2 separate regions of the Oryctolagus cuniculus genome follow, and region 2 is linked to region 1. A link is a contact called in public Micro-C data. All regions are on one chromosome and are shown on one strand. The core of a region is the stretch at or near the end of the contact, and the rest is flanking DNA. Distances in the headings are between cores, read along the strand shown.

Evidence for each region. Hi-C and Micro-C count contacts between places; a contact is called where the count stands out from the background.
Region 2: a contact with region 1 is called in a Micro-C map of ear pinna, with 5 times the contacts expected there. The contact joins the promoter of BRCA2 here to the promoter of N4BP2L2 in region 1. A contact is called at or near these places in 2 of 6 Hi-C or Micro-C datasets (ear pinna and an unstated tissue).

What each region holds. Positions count from the first base shown.
Region 1 is chr9:81,757,477-81,763,310 of mOryCun1.1, forward strand. It overlaps N4BP2L2 (NEDD4 binding protein 2 like 2), which reads left to right and starts at 3,173. Exons shown (of 9, transcript XR_011378849.1): 1 at 3,173-3,518. It overlaps LOC108178796 (a long non-coding RNA gene), which reads right to left and starts at 3,184. Exons shown (of 4, transcript XR_001795522.3): 1 at 2,743-3,184.
Region 2 is chr9:81,963,876-81,969,709 of mOryCun1.1, forward strand. BRCA2 (BRCA2 DNA repair associated) reads right to left here and starts at 3,535. Exons shown (of 27, transcript XM_002720579.5): 1 at 3,226-3,535; 2 at 2,465-2,570; 3 at 393-641. The coding sequence starts at 2,531. ZAR1L (zygote arrest 1 like) reads left to right here and starts at 3,487. Exons shown (of 7, transcript XR_007913745.2): 1 at 3,487-5,834.

The DNA of each region.
Region 1 (5,834 bases), core at 1,923-4,422:
CAAGGGACCAGCACTGGTGTTTGCTCTGTTTACAAGATGGCACTTTTTTGCTTGTCCTTACAAGGTAGAAGGGAAAGTAAGATGGCTGAGCAATGGATGAAACCTCCTCTATAAATGCTTAACTGTATTCACAAGTGCTTCATCCTCATGATTTAATTATTTCCTACAGGTCTTTGTTTTGTTTGTTTGTTTGTTTTTTGTTTTTTTTTGACAGGCAGTTAGACAGTGAGAGAGAGAGACAGAGAGAAAGGTCTTCCTTCCTTTGGTTCACTCCCCAAATGGCTGCTATGGCCAGCGTGCTGTGCCAATCCGAAGCCAGGAGCCAGGTGCTTCCTCCTGGTCTCCCACGTGGGTGCAGGGCCCAAGCACTTGGGCCATCCTCCACTGCCTTCCCGGGCCACAGCAGAGAGCTGGCCTGGAAGAGGGGCAACTGGGACAGAATCCCTCACCCCAACCGGAACTAGAACCTGGTGTGCCGGCGCCGCAGGCGGAGGATTAGCCTAGTAAGCCATGGCGCTGGCCACAGGTCTTTGTTTTTAAGATTATGTCCTACAGGTCTTTATATTTAAGATTTATTTATTTGAAAGAGTTACAGAGAAGGGGAGAGAGAGAGAGAGAGTGAGCGTTTCCATCCACTGGTTCACCCCCCCCCCCCCTGATGCCCACAGCAGTCAGGGCTGGGTCAGGCCAAAACCAGGAGCCAGGAACTTCTTCCAGTTCTCTCGCATGGAAGGCAGGGGCCAAAGCACCTGGGCCATCTTCTGCTGCCTTTTCCAGGCCATTAGCAGGGAGCTGGATCAGAATTGGAGCAGCTGAGACACGAATCAGTGTCCATATGGGATACCGACATCACATGTGGTGGCTTTTCCGGCTACATCACAATACCAGCCCAAAGTGCCTACCACCTAATCCTACCACATTGGTGATTAAATTTCAACACATGATGTGTGTGTGTCATTATCATAGCACTCCCCACTCCTGATATGTGTGCTGTGCACAGTCACTTTGTTCAGAAGTGTTGCATGCAAAGGGGTATCAAGGGATATATTTATTGTGGAGAAACCTATTACTTCATCCAAGCGATAAAGTGCAATGCCAACAGTCATAAATCATATTGGTAATATGTACTCTAGATATGATATGATAAAAATGACACCTTCCCTCTGTGACCCTTCTTCTTCCACAAACCCAGTAACTCCAACCTAATTATGGGAGAAAAGATCAGATACAATCCCAATAGAAGGACATCCTAATGATACTTGACCAGTTTTCCTGAAAATAGTCAAGGTCATTAAAAAGTAAAGTCCAAGAAACTGTCACAGCCAAAAGGAGCCTAACTATCATAAGTTTGAGATTGTGCCTTAAAAAAAAAAAAAAAGAAATGACATTAGGTATAAACCAAGGAAATGTAACTAAGGACTTTGCAGTTACTACTACTGTGTCACTGGTCATTCATTAAGTGTAACAATGTAACATAATGTTGAGGTTAGTAATAAGAAAAGCTGTGTATGTGTGTGTGTGTGTTTAGTGGGGAGTACATGGAAATTGTAGCATCTGCTCAATTTTTCAGTTTATCTAAAACTGCTCTAAACAGTCTATTGATAACAAATTAATAAGGACAGCAATGGACTATAATTTCTTAACAAAAAGGAATCCATACATTCATGCCAATAGTGAGTAAGGACTCTTCTTTATAGCAGCATTTGAATTGACAAATGTGGAAGGTTTGAAGGAGTCTGTGTGGTGGGGAAAATCAACATTTCATAACCAACGTCACAGAAACATTATTCCAGAAACATTATCAATGGGATCTAAAGTATAATGTAAAATTTCATTAGGAGCAGGATATTTGCTTAGCCTCAAACTATTATCTCACACATTTCTATTAATTACAAAGGAAGAAATCACGGTGAAGGAACTGGACAACACTTTGATGAGAGATCAAGATTAATAACTTCTACTGACACTCTGTGACTCTGGATATATAATACCCTGAGAAGGTCACAACCTCATTTGTGTATTTGTTTCAAAGGAGGATGGATAACTTGAATTAAATCAAGGGAAACAATGGTGATATAATTAGTATTTGAGGAAGATTTTTTTTTTTTTTTTTTGACAGGCAGAGTGGACAGTGAGAGAGAGAGAGACAGAGAGAAAGGTCTTCCTTTGCCGTTGGTTCACCCCCCAATGGCCGCCGCGGCCAGCGCGCTGCGGCCGGCGCACCGCGCTGATCCGATGGCAGGAGCCAGGAGCCAGGTGCTTCTCCTGGTCTCCCATGGGGTGCAGGGCCCAAGCACCTGGGCCATCCTCCACTGCACTCCCTGGCCACAGCAGAGGGCTGGCCTGGAAGAGGAGCAACCGGGACAGAATCCGGCGCCCCGACCGGGACTAGAACCCGGTGTGCCGGCGTCGCTAGGCAGAGGATTAGCCTAGTGAGCCGCGGCGCCGGCCGGAAGATTCTTTGTAAGGGAAGGGATTGCTTTGGTGAGCCCTCTTGGTCATAGGCCTACTGGTTATATAATCAAATGTGGACTCCAGACTGTGATTTTAACTATTATCTTTTAAAATCAAAACGTTATATGATGTTGTTGGTGGGGTGGGAGGGTACAAACCTACAGAAAGAATGACATAAAAACCAAGAGATTAGCAGCTTTCTTTGTAGTGACTTGAAAGAATGGGGACTGCCAGTTGTTTGGTTCGTATACATTTTTAATTTAATAAACACATAGCGCTTATTCTTACCAGACACTCGGTATTCCAAGCGATATGCACATGACTGTCCATGAAAAAGCTCAGTAATCGGTGTTCGTTACCAGAAGTGTAACACTAACTGGTTTTTCTCAGTAGGTATTTTTATCTAGTATACGGGTACTCGCACTGCAATGATTCTTTTGACAGAACGTAAAATTACGCCTGGTCTCTCCGCTCAACGTCCGCGACCCAACCCTGCTACTGCTACAAATGTTGAGCTCCTTTTTGAGAAGTCGGCTGAGTCTTTGTCTCCTGGAAAGCCGGAAAAGCATTCACCGAGAGCAGTTTATACACCTGCTTGGGGACGCCAGGCCCTGTCCTTTCTTTTCCGGGGTGACTGCCAGAGAGGGTCGCTCCTGGTTTCTCGGGTTTCTGTGCTTCGGTGTTTGTAAATAACTTCCCCGCTCCAGAGGAAGGAACTAGTTCCGGTTTACGTTTTTGTCAAATTAGTGCGCACGGCACGCAATGGATTCTGGGAGACCAGCTCTCGGCGCAGTGGTGTACAGCCGCGGTGTGAAAGACGGCCTGCAGTTCCCACAATGCCTGGCGCGAGCCCGTAGTTCCTGCCTGGGTGGCCGTGAGGCGGCCGCCATCTTGCGTACGGAGGTGCGGCTTGTTGCCCGTAGCCTCCCGGCTGGGGCTCAGTCCTTCCAGCTCTCTGCTCCTGTGCGTCTTCTACGCGTTTTCTTTCCCCTTCACAGAGGTTTGCGTCTGTCTAAGGGAGGGCTCGTTGGAAAGTCCAGTTCCATGCAGAGCTGTAGAGTAAGGTGAGTGGATACCCCGTTTTTAGGGGTGTGGGGTGGTGTGTGGTGTTTTTCGGTTGCTTCCTTCTTTGGTCAGCGGCTCGGATCTGGCCGGACGCCTGGGATTACGGCACCGTAAAAGCCCAGAGTGGATCTGTGAGGCTCGGAGACCGCCGGAATTCCGAGGCAGGGCATGGAGCGTGTCTCCTTTGGGACAGAGAAGGTCGGGGACGCACTCGTCCCGAGCGGCTCTCGGAGGACGGCGCACCGAAGGGCCGAGGTTGGGTATGGGCCACACTGCGTGCCATGCCTTAGGACTTTGCGCTCACGTTTCCAGGGAGGAAGTGACCAGCGGAGAGTCCGCCGAGGAGGGGGCTGTTTCCGGTGGGATGGCCGGTGTCACGGTCCTGTCTTCCTCCAGGCCTTCTCTGTCCCACCTCCGTCATGCGCTAGTTTGTCTTTTTTCCTTTCTCTCGCCAAAGAGCGAGCAGACTAAAGGGCTGAACAAAACAGCCCTTTTTTGAATTGTATTCTTAACCATCTCTAAGACATTTCCAGAGAAACAGTTTTATTTCCCACATAGATCGACCACTTGAAAAAAAAAAAATGAACGCTTTTGATTTTTTTTTTTAAGGATTTATGTGCTTGTCCATTCCCTAAATGGCCACAACGGTTGAGGCTGTGCCAGTCCAATGCCAGGAGCTTCTTCCTATCTCGGGTCTTCCACGCAGGTGCAGGGGCCCAAGCACTTGGACCATCCTCTGCTGCTTTCCCAGGCCATAGCAGAGAGCTGGATGGGACGTTCCGGAGCATCTGGGTCTTGAACCGGCGCCCGTATGGGATGTCGGCTCTGCGGGGGGGTTGTTACCCATTATGCCACAGCCTGACCCCAATGCTTTTTTTTTTTTTAATTATTTCTTTATTTTTTTATTTTTTGACCTGCAGAGTGGACAGTGAGAGAGAGAGACAGAAAGGTCTTCCTCCTAATGCTTTTGATTTGAGGCAGCTGTCAGATTTTTTTCTGTAAAGCATGATGTACTGATGTCATTCTCAGTGCAACTTGAGTAATATTTTTCCTTTTAAATTATCATACTGCATTCATTTGATAATCACCTTTACACTAACTACTCACAGGAAAAGGGCCCACAAAAACTGACATTTCAGCTAACCTAACATTTGAATGCTAAAGGCATTTGGTTGTCTGAGTTTGGGAGCTGGAGTTACATCTAATAGCTTTAACTAGGAAGACCATTAGGATTCAAAGTTAGATCCAGATGTCAGTTTGGGTGGAAGCACAGTTGTGTATGTCAAAAAGTGTATACTGTTGATTTGATTCCCCAAACTTATCTAAATGATTTCACTTCTCTAAAGTCAGAAATGGATCATTTAGATTAAAGATGCTTTTTTTTTTAATTTGACATAAAGTTAGAGAGAGACAGAAAAAAAAGTCTTCCTTCCGTTGGTTCACTCCCAAATGGCCGCTATGGCCGGCGCTGCGCTGATCTGAAGCCAGGAGCCAGGTGCTTCCTTCTGGTCTCCCACATGGGTGCAGGGCCCAAGGACTTGAGCCATCTTCCACTGCCTTCCCCGGCCACAGCAAAGAGCTGGACTGGAAGAGGAGCAACTGGGACTAGAGCCTGGTGCCCATAGGGGATGCTGGCGCCGCAGGCAAAGGATTAACCAAGTGAGCCATGGTGCCGTTGTCAAAGATGCTGCTTTTTTTGTTTTGTTTTTTGTTTTTTGTTTTTGACAGGGAGAGTTAGAGAGAGAGACAGAGAAAGGTCTTCCTTCTGTTGGTTCACCCCCCAAATGACCACTACAGCTGGTGCACTGCACCGATCCAAAGCTAGCAGCCAGGTGCTTCCTCCTGGTCTCCCATGTGGGTGTAGGGCCCAAGCACTTGGGCCATCCTCCACTGCCTTCCCGGGCCACAGCAGAGAGCTGAACTGGAAGAGGAGTAACCGGGACAGAACCCGGCGCCCCAACCAGGATTAGAACCCGGGGTGCCAGCGCCGCAGGCAGAGGATTAGCCTGGTGAGCCGCGATGCGGGCCCAAAGATGCTGTTTTAAAAATAGCATATTTTTAATAGCCACTCCTGTAAATTATGCTGTGACAATACTTACATAATAAGTGGTTATAAAATTAGAATTTGACTGTAGTTGTCGTGAAGATGTTACCATCATAAATTTGTATCACAAATTTAAATGTTTTTCTAATTACTTGTTTATGAAGAAACTTGTTTAACTTCATTTTATTTATTTGAAAGGCAGAGTTATAGACCAGGACAGTGAGGGAGGGAGATCGTCCATCTGCTGGTTCACCCCCACGCTGGCCTCAAC
Region 2 (5,834 bases), core at 2,285-4,784, 210 kb after region 1:
AAACTGCTACCAGATCAAAAGATATTCATAGCAAATTGATAATAATAATCTCTGTTCTTTTGATAGCCTACAGAAACAGTTCAGTTTAACTAAAATAAAAACAAATCCCATTTTTTATAAAAAACATAATTTAGCAAATCTCAGTTGGCAGGATATTTTAATCAAACGGTGGAAGAAAATAAACACTTATTAAGTATCTACACTGTTTCATTTAATCTATCAGGTATTATTTTCAGCATCTCCATTATTCAAGTGAGGAAAGCAAGGCCAGAGAAATTAATTCGCTCAATACAACACAATTAATGACACAGCTGAGATTTTTAACACGGTTTGCCTAAATTCCTCATTCATATTTCTCCCTCCATCCCCATCTCCCACAACACATTACTTACCTGTATCTGGTCTGTATTTATCTAATTCTCTTAAAGGAGATTGGTATAGCTGCAGAGATGGACCTTGATCTTTGAAAATGATTGGAGTTGATGCCAACTGATGATAGGAGAGTTTCCTTTGTGGTGTTTTAAACAAATTTGGTTCACAATTGTTGATCTTACATTCAGATTCTTCTGCAGGTTCAGAATTATAGAGTGGAGCTTCTGAAGATAGTTCTTCAAACCAGTTAAGGCTTATTGGTCCTAAATCTACTTAAAAACAAAACAAAACAAAACAAAAACTCCATCCAAATTCTATTCATTAACAAAAGTTCACGAGCTAGCAATGTAGTTAAAGATCATGATATAATGAAAAGAATGCTTGAGATTCTGTCTGTGGATTACTTTGGTTAAGGCACAGTAGGTCAGCAAGATCATCAATACATTCTCTCATGAATCTGCAGTTATATTTAGAGTTCACCGAAATTGTGATATAGCACTTTGGTATATTACCTTTTTATTTAATTAACTTCTGTTTATTTCCTCTCTCAATATTCAAGATTCTGAATTAAAAACTTCCAATAAAATACATCTTACAAATACAATTCATGTCATATGACTATTCCTTAAGTGTATAAATCACGGGATACAAGGTATACAGATTCTAAACTAAAAGAGAAGATTTCTCATAAAGGGAAATGACAAAATTTCTATTATCTATCCACCCTAAACAGCTGTTTTTATAAGTCAGGAGGTTCAAAGGTTAAAAAGATCTTCATCACACTACTGACATTATGTTCCTCATGTTGCTATTTATATCGATGGTACCAAGATAATGGGGGCTAAAACTGCTGGTGAATTTGCATGAGGTAAGCCAGTGACATCAAACTATAGTTATTATATTTCTAACCACTGCATCTTTGTTAAAATAACAATATCACTTTATCTAAAGACTGTCCTAATTGAAGCAACATTCATTTTATTAATGCTTGATCTTTGAGCACATCTTTTTCATAATTCTCTGACAAAATGGAAATTATGTAAAAAAGCACCTCTGTATAGCTGAAGTACAAGAGTTGCATAGAAAAGCATTCAAGTGATGAGTTACGAGCTGAGTTGGAGTTTTCATGAAGTCCTTTTTACAGGAAAGAATGACAAACTAAGTTATTCCGACTTAGCGGATTTACAACGAAGTTATTACAACTTGGATGATTTAGCAGACATTTGTTCAGCTGAATGAAGTGAGCTTGTTAGAAAAGCAACAGAGTTTGCCGCCAATGATAAAATGTGGCTTTCTAAAAATACGTTTAATAGGGCAACATGTTAAATATCTATAATTTGGAACACCAATATTTTCCAAATAATTGCTACATGATGTTACAACCTGGAAAGCTCTATTGGAACATCTATTAGACCTTTGAAAGATCTAATCAAAGTTCAAGAAAGCCAAATTAAAAAAGAAAATCCACTAGTAATTGAAGACTTAAAATACTCCTTGTTCCACTAACTATGTGAAGTGAATTTTCTTCATATATTTCTACCAGAAGAACATACCACAACAGATTAACTGTGCACCCAGGTATGAGAATACAGCTATTTTCTATTAGGGCAGATGTTAAGGAGAACTGCAAAACAATTCCACTTATTCTTCTGAAAAAATATGCAATAGATTTATTTTCAAGTGAATTAATTTTTTTTTCAGTTCTTAGTTTTAATTTCTAACATGGCAGCCTACATAAACAAATTCTCTTTGCAGGGGTCTTAATCATGAATACTGTAACGAAAATGTTTGACAGTCTCTGTCAAAGTAACATCACCAATGCTTCTAATTTACTAGTCCTACTTTCTAAACAGTTCTTCCAGTTATTGCTCATCAAGAGGCCAGTCTCTTTATACAACTATGGGTTCTGTGTCTGTCGGGTTAACTGGTAAACTATTACTTTCTAAAGTGGACTTATGACTCCATATAGAGTAGCTTGCAGTGTAAAGAAAACCGAGAAGTACTGAATTTTTTTTTCAGCAAGCACGTATGTTACTTTTCTGAAAACAGTTTCTCGTTGAAATGTATCAAGTTTCATAAAACCAGCCAATACCTGTTGTGTTGCACCGCATCTTAAAAATGTCAAATAAAGTTGGCCTCTCTTTGGATCCAATAGGCATTTTTATGTACAATATTACTCCAAAGCTCGATAAGTCAGTCTGCAAGAGAAGACCAAAAGGTCCGTCACAGGGATGCATGTCGGGGTTGTGCTTGTGTCTAAAGCTACATCCTCTACCCGTTCTTCGGGACGCCGAACTCCCTGTGAGGATGGAAACATTCCACAGTTCTGTGCACTCACAGCAGCCACGGAAAACCCCTGGCGTGTGTGTCTACTGCGACTCAAGAACAGAATTGTCAATCTTTTCTTTTTAATTACGTTAACTAGTGGCTCCTGGTACAAACAAACACTGTCCGATAACTCCCAGTCAATGATCCGAGACTAACAATTATCTGGGACTTAAGTAAGGCAGATACAGGGTGCCCAGAAACTGTAAAGCACTTTCCAGGGTGGCAATATTCCGTTAAAGTAACGTTACCGTGTTTTCAATTAAGAACATTTCGCATCCGGACACCCGGAACAGCCAGGAGGCAGACCCAGCCAAGGCGTTGTGCAGCCCGGAGCCGGGAAGCCAGAGTCCCGAGGGAGGGGGCGGGGCTCGCCTTTGCTTTGGAACAAGGTTGTTTCTCTCAGGCAAGAGGCGGAAGTCGATACAGGCCGCGATTCCCACCCGGGAACCTGAGAGACCCTAGCCCGCCACCCCGGACCGCTGGGGCCGCGAAAGACATGCCCGTCTCCATCCCAGCCACACTAACCCGCTCCACAGGTACAGCTGGTATTTGGGCTCAGCAGTCTAAGAGAAAGCGCGCCAGCATTTAGATCACAGATCTGACCCCATCGGCTTTTCCGGCGGCGATCCACTGCCCTAGGCAAGACCCCAGACGCCGAGCTGAAGGAGCTCCGCCTCCATAGCCTTTTTCAGACGCTCGCGCCAAAAGCCCGCTCTGGGCACGTGACGTGAGGACGCTGTGACGAGGCACGCAGCGTACGCACTACCCGGAAGTGAGGCCGCCGTCGGCCGCTGCTGTTTCTCAGTGAGGCGAGAGGGGCTTGCCTGTTAGGCTCAGGAACCGGAAGACGAGGGAGCTGGCGTGTATGTTCGCTTCCTGACTTTTTTAGACCCGCCCGCCTTGTTCTGAAGGGGCGGCCGTTCGGTCTATGCGTAGTTCCCCAGCCTTTCTTCCTGCCCTGGATGACTTTTGGGTGGGCGCCCTCGGAACACGATTAAGGACCTTTAAAAAAACCTTCCCTTTATCCTTAGGGCAGGTGCTTGCTAAGCCTGTGCGCCAAAGTGAGCTGACCTTAGAAAACTCGTATAAAGTGGTCTGTATGTGGGTGCCTCACTTCCGGACTGCGTGGTAGTAAATGGAAGGCTCAGGGACTTGAAGTCAGTTCTAGCAGGTGTGTTTCCCATAGGTAGACTGTTCAGAGCGAGCCCATTTTCCCAGCCTGAAAAATTGTGAATCCCATGTTAACGCTCCTGCAGTGCTAGGTACTCTCCCCTGTAGACTTCTATGGTATCTTTTTAAATTCTTATGGTGTCAATTGCCCTGTTTTGAACTGACCTGGAAGATGGAACTTGATCTCAGTTTTGGAATTCACAGGGTCTGTATCTTGGCTAGAACAGTGTTCAATCTGTGTGTGATGTATGACTTATAAAATATTGAACTGAATAGGAGAGGTAAGAGCGGCTTAGGGCCCCTGCTGCTTCTACAGTGCACTTGAGCAAGGAACAGCAAAGGCAATCTTGGATTAGAGGCTCCACGTGGTTCCTTTGGTGCCATAATCAGTTTGATAATAATCCTCAGCTGTAGCAAGGGGCCTTACTAATGTAGATAGAAACTAAAGCTCCTCCCCCCGCCTTGTTTTTTAAAAGAATGAAAGCCACATTTTTACGTATTTGAAAGCAGAAAAATAGAGATAACCTGCCGGGTCACTCCACAAATGGTAACAAAAGCCAGGGCAGGGCCAGGCTGAAGCTGGGAGCTGGAAACAGCCTGGGTCTCCCATATGAGTGGCAAGGACCCAAGTACTAGGGCCGTTGTTACCTTCCACTGCCGGGGGTTAGCAGGAAGTGAAGCCAGACTCTGATATGCTGGTTTCCCAAGCAGCGTCTTAACCACTGTGCCAAATGCTGGTCCCACTACTGAAGCTTTTCATCTGCTATGTCTAATTAGCAAAGTAACACAGGTCTGCGTATGATCCTTATCTGATGATCACTGCTGCTTATGGAACATTTGGTAAATTAGGCAATCTGCTTTGGGCTTTACAAGTAATATCACAGTCTTAGAATAATCCTATAAGTTGGTTAGTAATGTCCAATGGGGAAACGTAATTAGGCAATTAAATAACTTCACTGGTAGTAGGGCCAAAGTTTGAAGTCCATTTTGACTTAAACCTAACTACCTTGCCATTAAGTCTATCATTACCCTACAAATCAGAATAGTATGTTTTTTCTTCCTTTCTGAAGGGAGAGGCTGGGGTGTCTCGCTAGGAATAGACTAGTGAGAGCTATTGGCACCTCATTACAACCCGCTGAAATTATTCTCTCTCGCTATATACAGCCCCCCCTCAACTTTGTGTTCTTTTGGTACCTGGGCTTAATTATACTCTTCTAATGTGGCTGTTCAAATAATTTATTACTTGTATTTAATTTATTTTATGCTTTATTTTTTACTTTTTTCTTAAAAGTTTACAGTATCTGATGTGTATGACTCGGAGTTTTGATGTACATGTGCCTAGTGGATGCTTACTACAGTTAAGCAGTTAACAAATCCATACCCTCACATGGTTACTCTTTGTACACCTGAAACATCTCAGCAGATTTCTAGTATGCAATACAGTTTACTGACTACAGTGACCATTAGATCTCTAAAATAACATTGTATTATATTAGATTCATTTTGCATTCATTTTACACAGCTGCAACTTTATACCCTCTGACCAACGTGTTCTCATTTCCCCTATGTTCCTGGTAAAACTGTTGTCTGTGCTTCTGTGTATTTGACTTTTTTTGGAGCCCACATTTAAGTGAGTGCTTAAATACTTAAGCAGTACCTTTTCTTCTGTCTGGCTGATTTCACTTAGCATAATATCCTCCAGGTCTCATCCATGTTGTTACAGATGTCAAGATCTACTTTCTAAAAAAGTGTTAAAGGCAGAACAATATTCCATTCCATTTATATTATATAATAATGTATATCACAATTTTTAATCCATTCATCCACTGACACTTAAGTTGTTTGTGTAGATTGTTTATTGTGAATAATGCTGTAATGAACATGAGAGTGCAGTTATCTCTCTAAAACACTGATTTTATTTTCTTTGGATATGTATTCAGTAGTGGAATTGCTGAATTATATGA